Linked DNA regions of Mus musculus: region 2 is linked to region 1. A link is a contact called in public Micro-C data. All regions are on one chromosome and are shown on one strand. The core of a region is the stretch at or near the end of the contact, and the rest is flanking DNA. Distances in the headings are between cores, read along the strand shown. Region 1 has its middle 34 kb from the start of AI606473. Region 2 has its middle 4.1 kb from the start of Gm40186.

What was found. Hi-C and Micro-C count contacts between places; a contact is called where the count stands out from the background.
Region 2: a contact with region 1 is called in a Micro-C map of palatal mesenchyme, with 2.9 times the contacts expected there. The contact joins two enhancer-like sites. A contact is called at or near these places in 9 of 484 Hi-C or Micro-C datasets (cranial neural crest, embryonic stem cells, nephron progenitors and 3 more) and 4 of 115 datasets of contacts at active chromatin or transcription factors (craniofacial prominence, embryonic basal ganglia, embryonic stem cells and 1 more).

The regions. Positions count from the first base shown.
Region 1 is chr3:154,363,124-154,367,088 of GRCm38.p6, forward strand. No RefSeq gene overlaps it. Among named protein-coding and RNA genes, the nearest start is that of AI606473, 34 kb to the left of the region's middle. Within about 2 kb of position 1,913, at least 48 of the 459 cell types and tissues checked have an H3K27ac peak or open chromatin away from gene starts, as enhancers often do. A contact at or near this core is called in palatal mesenchyme, where this site is marked.
Region 2 is chr3:154,569,204-154,573,168 of GRCm38.p6, forward strand. No RefSeq gene overlaps it. Among named protein-coding and RNA genes, the nearest start is that of Gm40186, 4.1 kb to the left of the region's middle. Within about 2 kb of position 1,833, at least 27 of the 459 cell types and tissues checked have an H3K27ac peak or open chromatin away from gene starts, as enhancers often do. A contact at or near this core is called in palatal mesenchyme, where this site is marked.

The sequences.
Region 1 (3,965 bases), core at 663-3,162:
AGCTGAAGATCACTAGAATTAAGTTCCTCATTTCTTTTTCCATCGTGTATTCATATAGCTTAGCTAGGCAGGAGTGCCTTCCTGCCTCACCTGATGCCCATGTCACAGGTTAAAAAAATGCTCAAGTGGGCGTGCTCATCTTTGTCCTTTTGAATGGAATAGCTCTATTCCTTCTGGAAGGGGAATAGTTTCAGATTGTGGAGGCCCACGAGTTCATCGTTTATAACTGTCTAAAGGGGGACATGCACAGAAGATTTATTTATGGTTGTGTAACTCAAAGTTTTCCCCAAATTTGGTTTGGCTACAAAAGAGTAGCCCAAGTCAATTAAAAAAAAAAACCAAACCCATCCACGACCCCTTCTCCTCCAACCCCCCACAACCTTCCCAAAACCCCCTCAACCAATTTTGTGCATATGATATTTCCCTTGAGGTCTTAATCGGTTTAGTCTGTAGGATTTCCTCTTTGGTGACATTATCAGAAGAAATTACCCTGTTTCATTACCTACGGTCAATGAGGTCTGACGGGTTTTCCTTCTTGCCGGTCTGCAATGAGTGGAGGTCGTGAGCAGCTCTCTGAAACAGGAAGGTGTTGTCTAGACGTGGCCCTTTGAAGTTTCCTTCACTTCCATCTTCAGCTGACTGAAATTTCTTGTTGGGGGGTCACCTACGTTAAATCCTCAGAGTCAGTGGATGTTGGTGGACTGTTTAACTATTTACTGGGCAGCCCTGTCGTGGAAGAAAACCTGTGGAATTTGCCTGGAACTGATTCGCTGTCAGTCCTGGGTGGCCCTTACCCAGGCAGTTATGTTAGGTTAGAGAGAAAGCAGAAGTGGGGGAGAAACTGGGGAGAAGCCGGGGAGAAGCTGGGAAGAAGCTGGGGAGACGCTGAGGAGAAGCTGGGGAGAAGCTGGGGAGAAGCTGAGGAGAAGCTGGGGAGAAGCTGAGGAGAAGCCGGGGAGAAGCTGGGGAGAAGCTGAGGAGAAGCTGGGGAGAAGCTGGGGAGAAGCTGAGGAGAAGCTGGGGAGAAGCTGGGGAGAAGCTGAGGAGAAGCTGGGGAGAAGCTGGGGAGAAGCTGAGGAGAAGCTGAGGAGAAGCTGGGGAGAAGCTGAGGAGAAGCTGGGGAGAAGCTTTGTAAACTGGAAGGGCTACAGGAAGGGTTGTCTCCACCAGGCAACAGTAAGAAACTGGGCTGTTCTGAGAAACACGACGTGCATTCTGAGCTTGCAGTTTTACGCCAGGAAAATTTCCATTTTGGTGGAAAAGAATGACCTTCCAGTAGCTTCTAAAGGAGATTTAAAAATCCTGCTTTGTTTTATTTTATACTTGCAAGTAGTGCAGTTTAGTAAAAGTTTGTCCTTTTAGATTAAGTGCCCGCACTTCCACAATGCACTACAGTTTTTCCAGAAGAGCAGCCAGGATAAGTTGGTACTTAACGTGTTAGCACAGATCTAGGCTTGCTTATGGTGAACACGCTATCCAGGAAGTAATTGTGGGCTGGAGAGATAGCCAGTGGGTAAGGTGCTCGCTGAACAATAACAGGGAGCTGAATTTGGAACCCCCAGCTCCCTCATAAAACAGCGGGGTGATCTCTAACTCCAGCGCTGGGGGAAGCAGAAACAAACAGAGCCCAGGGGCTCACTTGGTGTACAGCTGTGAGTTGCATGAATCTGCATAGGTGAACACACCTATACATAATCTCAGTACGCACACATACAGCACACCCACATGAGAAAATACTGGAAATAAGCTGATACTGTTTCAGGTTTTACCAGGAAACAAACTTCAGGAGTCAGTCCTTGGCAGACTCCTGTCTCTACTCCCGATAAGTCTGATCCTCCGTGGGACAGTGTGCTTAGCCTAAGCTTCCAGACTGAACTCAGCCAAGGGGAAAGGGCAGAGTGAAGATCTGCATTGGCAGTGTAGCGCCACAGGAGGCGCTGTTGGGGAGAAACCTGCTCTGCCCTTGACATGCACCGCGGTTTAGAAAGGCATTTCACTCCTATGAGATATGGCTTAGACTCTTTCTTATTCCCCAAACTGATTCTTCTTGCACAGCCACCATCAGATATCTCTGTTTCTCAGGACTGGAACGGCTTTCTGTTTTCAGCGTGCTCACATTTAAACAGATATTAGAATTACAGGATCCAAACAGAGTTTGGGGCCAGGCAGCGCACATGTGCAATGGCAGCACATGGGACACTCACACAAGGGCATCTCAAGTTCAAGGTCAGCTTGGTCTGTACAGAGTTCCATGCCAGCCTCCGGAACAGCCACGGGTTTGAAACGATAAACTCTTGCCACCACAGCTGAATTTAATAGAAATACCTTGGTGGGAAGGGGCTTGTGGAGAAATCTGTCTCCCCGAGCTTTGCTGCAGCGTAACTGTATAAGCACCACCCTGAACCATGGGAATAAATCAAATCCACAAAACACAGGGCGAGTTCGCTTTGTTTTAAACACTCACGTATTGATTTATAGCATTTTAACATTCTCTTGCAAAGCGTTTTACAGATGTGCCGTTTTAATTTGACAGATTCTCTACTCTTTCCACTTGTATACAGGACCAGTCAATATATCAGGAGCAGTCATCCCGAATTATACTTATTTAGAGGCTGCTTGTCCCAACAGTTTTCCAGAACAACCTTTGAAGCATATGGGATAAATTCAGATTTTAAACTGACATTTGCATTCAAGGGCTGAAAAAGTCAGTTTGACACCGGGATGAAACTATAGAAAGAGTCACTCACATAATTAAAAAAATAAACATTTTTATTGTGGACTTAGTAATAGAAATAAATTTTCTATTTCTCTTCTATTTTTGGTTGATTAGAGTCTAGAAAAATTACCTTACCCAGATTATTAAAACATATCTATTAAAAATAACAATGTTTTAAAATTAGACACTTATTTCTGTTGATAAAAATCATAGCAAATGCTTTAGAATCAGAAGTACTGAAAATAAAGGTAGGAAAACATTATAAGAAAAGATGAAATAAAACATTTAAGTAGGAATATTGTTTATTTTTTATTTCTCAAGAAGTCTGATTTTGTTTTTTATTTTTATTCTATTATTATTTTTTTATTTAATTTTTGGAGATAAGGTTTCTCTGTGTATCCTTGGTTAACTTGGAACTTGCTCTGTAGAGCAGGCTGTTCTTAAAGTCACAGATCCTCTAGCCTCTGAATTAAGGCCTATGCCACCACTGCCTGGCTAAGAAGTCTCATTTCAAATATCAAAATTAAAATTATTTGTAACTATGTATAATTTTAAGTTAAAGAAAAGTTATTGAGAAGATAACTTTATTTTTTATTTTTTAAAAATGTCTTCACTTTATATCCTAATCGCTCTTCCCCCTCCTGGTGGTCTCCCCCTCCCATAGTCCCTTCCCCCATCCCTCCCCTTCTCCTTTGAGATAGTGGAGGACCCCCGGGAATCCTCCTATCCTGACACATCCCAGGTTTAGGGTAGAGGTCCAGGGTAGTTGACTCTGTTGGTCTTCCTGTGGGGTTCCTATTCCCTTGAAGGCCGTCAATCCTTTCCCCAACTTTTCCACAAGATTTCCTAAGCTCCATCTAATGGTTGGCTGTAGGTCTCTGCATCTGTCTGAGTCAGTTGCTGGGTGGTGCCTCTCAGCCCTGCTAGGCTCCCCAAGCTTATCAGAGTATCATTAATAGTGTCAGGGATTGGTGCTTGCCCATGGGATGGGTCTCTGGTTGGGCTGGTTATTGCTTGGCCATTCCTTCTATCTCTGCTCTATCCCCTGTCCTTGTATTTCTTGTAGACAGGATAAATTTTGGGTCAAAAGTTTTGTTGTTATCCCTCTTTCTCCACTGGGTTTCCTGCCTGGCTACAGGAGGTGGCCTCTTTAAAGGAGAGAACTATAACTTATTTCATAACTGTTTCTTGTCACTATTAAACCTTTTCCTGGATCATTAGAATCTATTTCTTATTTTCTAATTTTATA
Region 2 (3,965 bases), core at 583-3,082, 210 kb after region 1:
AGGCATTTAAGCTTCTTGGAAATAGTAATCAGTGAGACAAAGACTAAAAAGCCAAGAGATGCAGAATTTATAAATGAAAAATGGGAAGAAGTGAACGTAATAATAATAATGATGATGATAATAATAATAATAATAAATACGGGTTTATAATACAGGGTAAAATGAGAATTACTTTCCTAACATAAAACTTGCTGTAATTAATTTAAGAAACATATTATTTACTTAGGCATATTGAAATATACAAAACCACGTTCAAATGTATGTTTGAGTCTAGCTATGTGTTTAATTTGGAAGGAACACACGAATGTTCTAGTACACTCATTGCTACCAGAGTAATTATTTATGAAGAATAAGCCATGATGACAAACTTCATTACTCAATAACATTGGTAAACATTAAAATATTTAAAGAATAATGTAGTACATTATGGTTCATTCTATTTAAATGTCACAATCATAGCAGCCTTTATGCCTGTATTTCTTTGAATTGCTAGAAATTGGTGTGCTGCTCATGCAAGCTGATATTATAGTCATATGACCTAATTAAACATTGGGATTCATATTTTAAATGTATAATTACCAGAGTTGTCATTTTTAAAAACGTAATTACTGCTTTCTACATTAGTAGCAAAACTTGGCATTCCCGTCAACAGGGCTGTGGAAAGTTCCTCCGCAATGTTTGTCTTTTCTTGTTGTAAAGAAACAATGGAAATAATTTTGGTGTGGAAACTCTCTTTAAATATTATTTTCCCGGAACAGATTTCTGTCTTTTAACACTAAGGATTTCTGCTCTCAGAATTGTACAGAGCTGCCTTATGCATTTTGCTGTCATTTGTAATCCATTCATCCTTGTTGATAGAAACACATTTCATTCCAAGCGTTTGGGGAACCCACAGACAGCACCGGTGTGATATGTAAGAGATGCGGCTCGCTTCCATTATTTTAAAACAGAGCCGGCTCAATGATTTGGGGCTTTGGGGAAGAATTCTTCATTCCTGAATTGCTCAGAATCAATCACAACGGCCTCTCCGTTATTTCAATATCGCAAATCCCTTCTGATTAGCCCTCTTTAAAAGAGATGAACTGGCTTCAGGATTGTTTGGCCCTGTTGGAAGCCCTGTCCTGGAGAATGACAGATGATGTAATTAAATTGAATCGTGTGTTTTCCGTAGAAAGAAAGCATGACTTGAGAGCCAATGTGGACGATCCCCTCATTCCTATATTTAGATTGCTCACGTCAACAGGGCAGCAGGCCACTGACCAACAACCGAGGCTCGGGATCACATGAAGCCTTTTTAATTTTTTAAAACAATGGAAAGATTAAAGAAAGAGAAGTAATAGAAAGAAAGAAAGAAAGAAAGAAAGAAAGAAAGAAAGAAAGAAAGGAAGGAAGAAAGAAAGAAAGAAAGAAAGAAAGAAAGAAAGAAAGAAAGAAAGAAAGAAAGAAAGAAAGAAAACGGCCGATGAAATAAATGTCCCCACTTGAAGAGCTATCCTTCACCCCCTGAGTGAAAGAATGCCCCTTTTCCCATTTAGAGGATTGATTTACCCAGAGTGCAATATAGAAACGTCTGCAGAAGCAGTTAAGCTTAGGACCCAAGGAGGAGCCCCGCCAGAAAGTAAGCGCTCCAAGTTCACGGAGGGGCGCCTGCCAAATTCCTCTGTTAGTTTGTAAGTGAAAATACAAATGCGATATTTAGCAAAACTGCTCCTTTGTCTTTTAAATGGGACGTGTAAACTAGAGATTATGCGGGCGAGCCAGATCTTACTTGAGCTCCATCTAGCAGCTAGTAGCAAGGAGGTAAGTCATCGCCGGTTTCTCAACATTTGATCGCACATGTTTACAGGAAGGGCAGAGCTTCTAACCAGTCTCCCCTCCCAGTCTCTCTTAGCTGATTTCCACTTTCACACAGCCAAGCCACAACCGTTGTCTTACACTCTAGCTGTGATGTACTTGGAACAATCTTTGCTCTACTGAGTTGAAAGGGTCCTATTGACACTTCAGCTTTAGAATCTCAGAGAAAACCAGTGTTGCAAAGACCCTCGAAACGGAGATATCAGAAATTCCCTGGAGGGTCTGGAAGGACGCTGAGTTAACAGTGAGGGCTGCATGCACAGCCAGAGTTTGCTCTTTAGCAAGAATGTAAAAAAATCAGGCATAGTCCTGTTTTGTAACCCCAGCACTAGGGAAGTGGAGACAATGGACTCCCTGGGGTCCCCTGGCCAGACAGCCTAGAATAACTGGTGAGCTATTGGCCAAGTCAGCTACCCCATCTCAAAACAGGGTACACAGTGCCTGAGGAAAAACATCTGAGGCTGACCTCTTGCCTGGTCAGCATATGGACATGTGCAACCACAAAACCACATATTCACCCACACACTTAGAATGGCCATTTGGAATGGATAGCGGTGCATTCTTTAGATTGGATTGTTAAATGTAGATATTGAAGCATTTTGTTTGCTCAGTGTTAAGCATTATAATGAGCATAAAGATCGAAAGGCCCATATGAAACGTGGGAGCTTTGTACTCATAGAAGAAAACAATTTAAGGCGAAAATCTATATAGTCCGGATGAATTTGGCTATAATTATCTACTCTGTCCAGAACACTTGTAGATTCAATACAGATGTATTGAAACTGTAATTTCTCTAGAAGTGCATGAGTGCATTTGCATGCACGCACACACACACACACACACACACACACACACACGCGCGCGCGCACACATACATACACAGGCATGCACACATACACATACATAAGCATTAACACACAGATTCATCTTTGAAATTGCACAAATAGGATTACAAATTTTTACTTACATACCTAATAAGTGAAATGTACTTAAAAATATGAAAGTGAACAGAACAATTTTAAGTACACACACAAACACAGACACACACACATACACATAGACACACACACATTCATACAAGAAGCACACAAGACACACACATACACACAGATGTACACATACACACACACACACACACACACACACACACACTCACACAAACACACACACACACCTCAGACTAAACACTGAAGCACTTGTTTTTAGTGTTCACTTTTTTAATGTATCAGCTTCAAATATTCCTGATAAATAGCTTTTTAGTATTAAAACACTAAATGACTAAAATATTATCATTTTGCATATAATTACTATAAAAATACAATAGAAGTTGGTTTCATAATGTCTTTTGAAAAAATAAACCTTTGGAATATTGTAGGACTGTAAATAAAGCACAGCCAAGCTCTTGAACTTCACCGGCGCCTCCTAAGCCGCTCTAGGACTGTGCGTGCTACTCTGCCACCTGGTGGCCGATGTAGGCAGTTACTCAACGTTCTGTTCACCCCTTTCTTGCCCGCTCTCTGTTTTGTAAAACGGGTTAATTAAACTTTCCTCTGACATCATGCCATTCTTGCTGCTGTAGGAGGCATTGATAGTTTCTGCCACTCCAAAGCAACACACAGACAAAACAGGTGGCGTTAGGAGCCTGTTGTTTCCTTTTTGTTGTTGCTGTTGCTTTGGTTTTGAAGAAAGGGTTTCTCTGTGTCGCCCTGACTGTCCGGGAACTCTCTGTAGACCAGGCTGGCTGGCCTCAAACTCAAAGATCTGCCTGCTTCTGTCTCTCGAGTGCTAGAATTAAAGATGCTTGCCACCACTGTCCAGCTAAGAAGTCTCATTTCAAATATTAGAATTAAGTTTATTTGTAACTATGTGAAATTTTAAGCTAAAGATAAACCATTGAGAAAATAATTTTAAAGGAGAGAATTCTGTTATAATTTTAATTTAAATTAAAGGCATACCACCACCAGCAGGCAGGAACTTATTGTTAAGATGAGGAAATTCACTAAGATTTTTGATCTCTCCTTGTTGGCTTTCTCTAAAGACATACACGGAGTTTGTTTTAGTCCCATCGTGCCTTGGAGAGAGGCTGAGAGTTAGTCATTATAGCTGAGAAA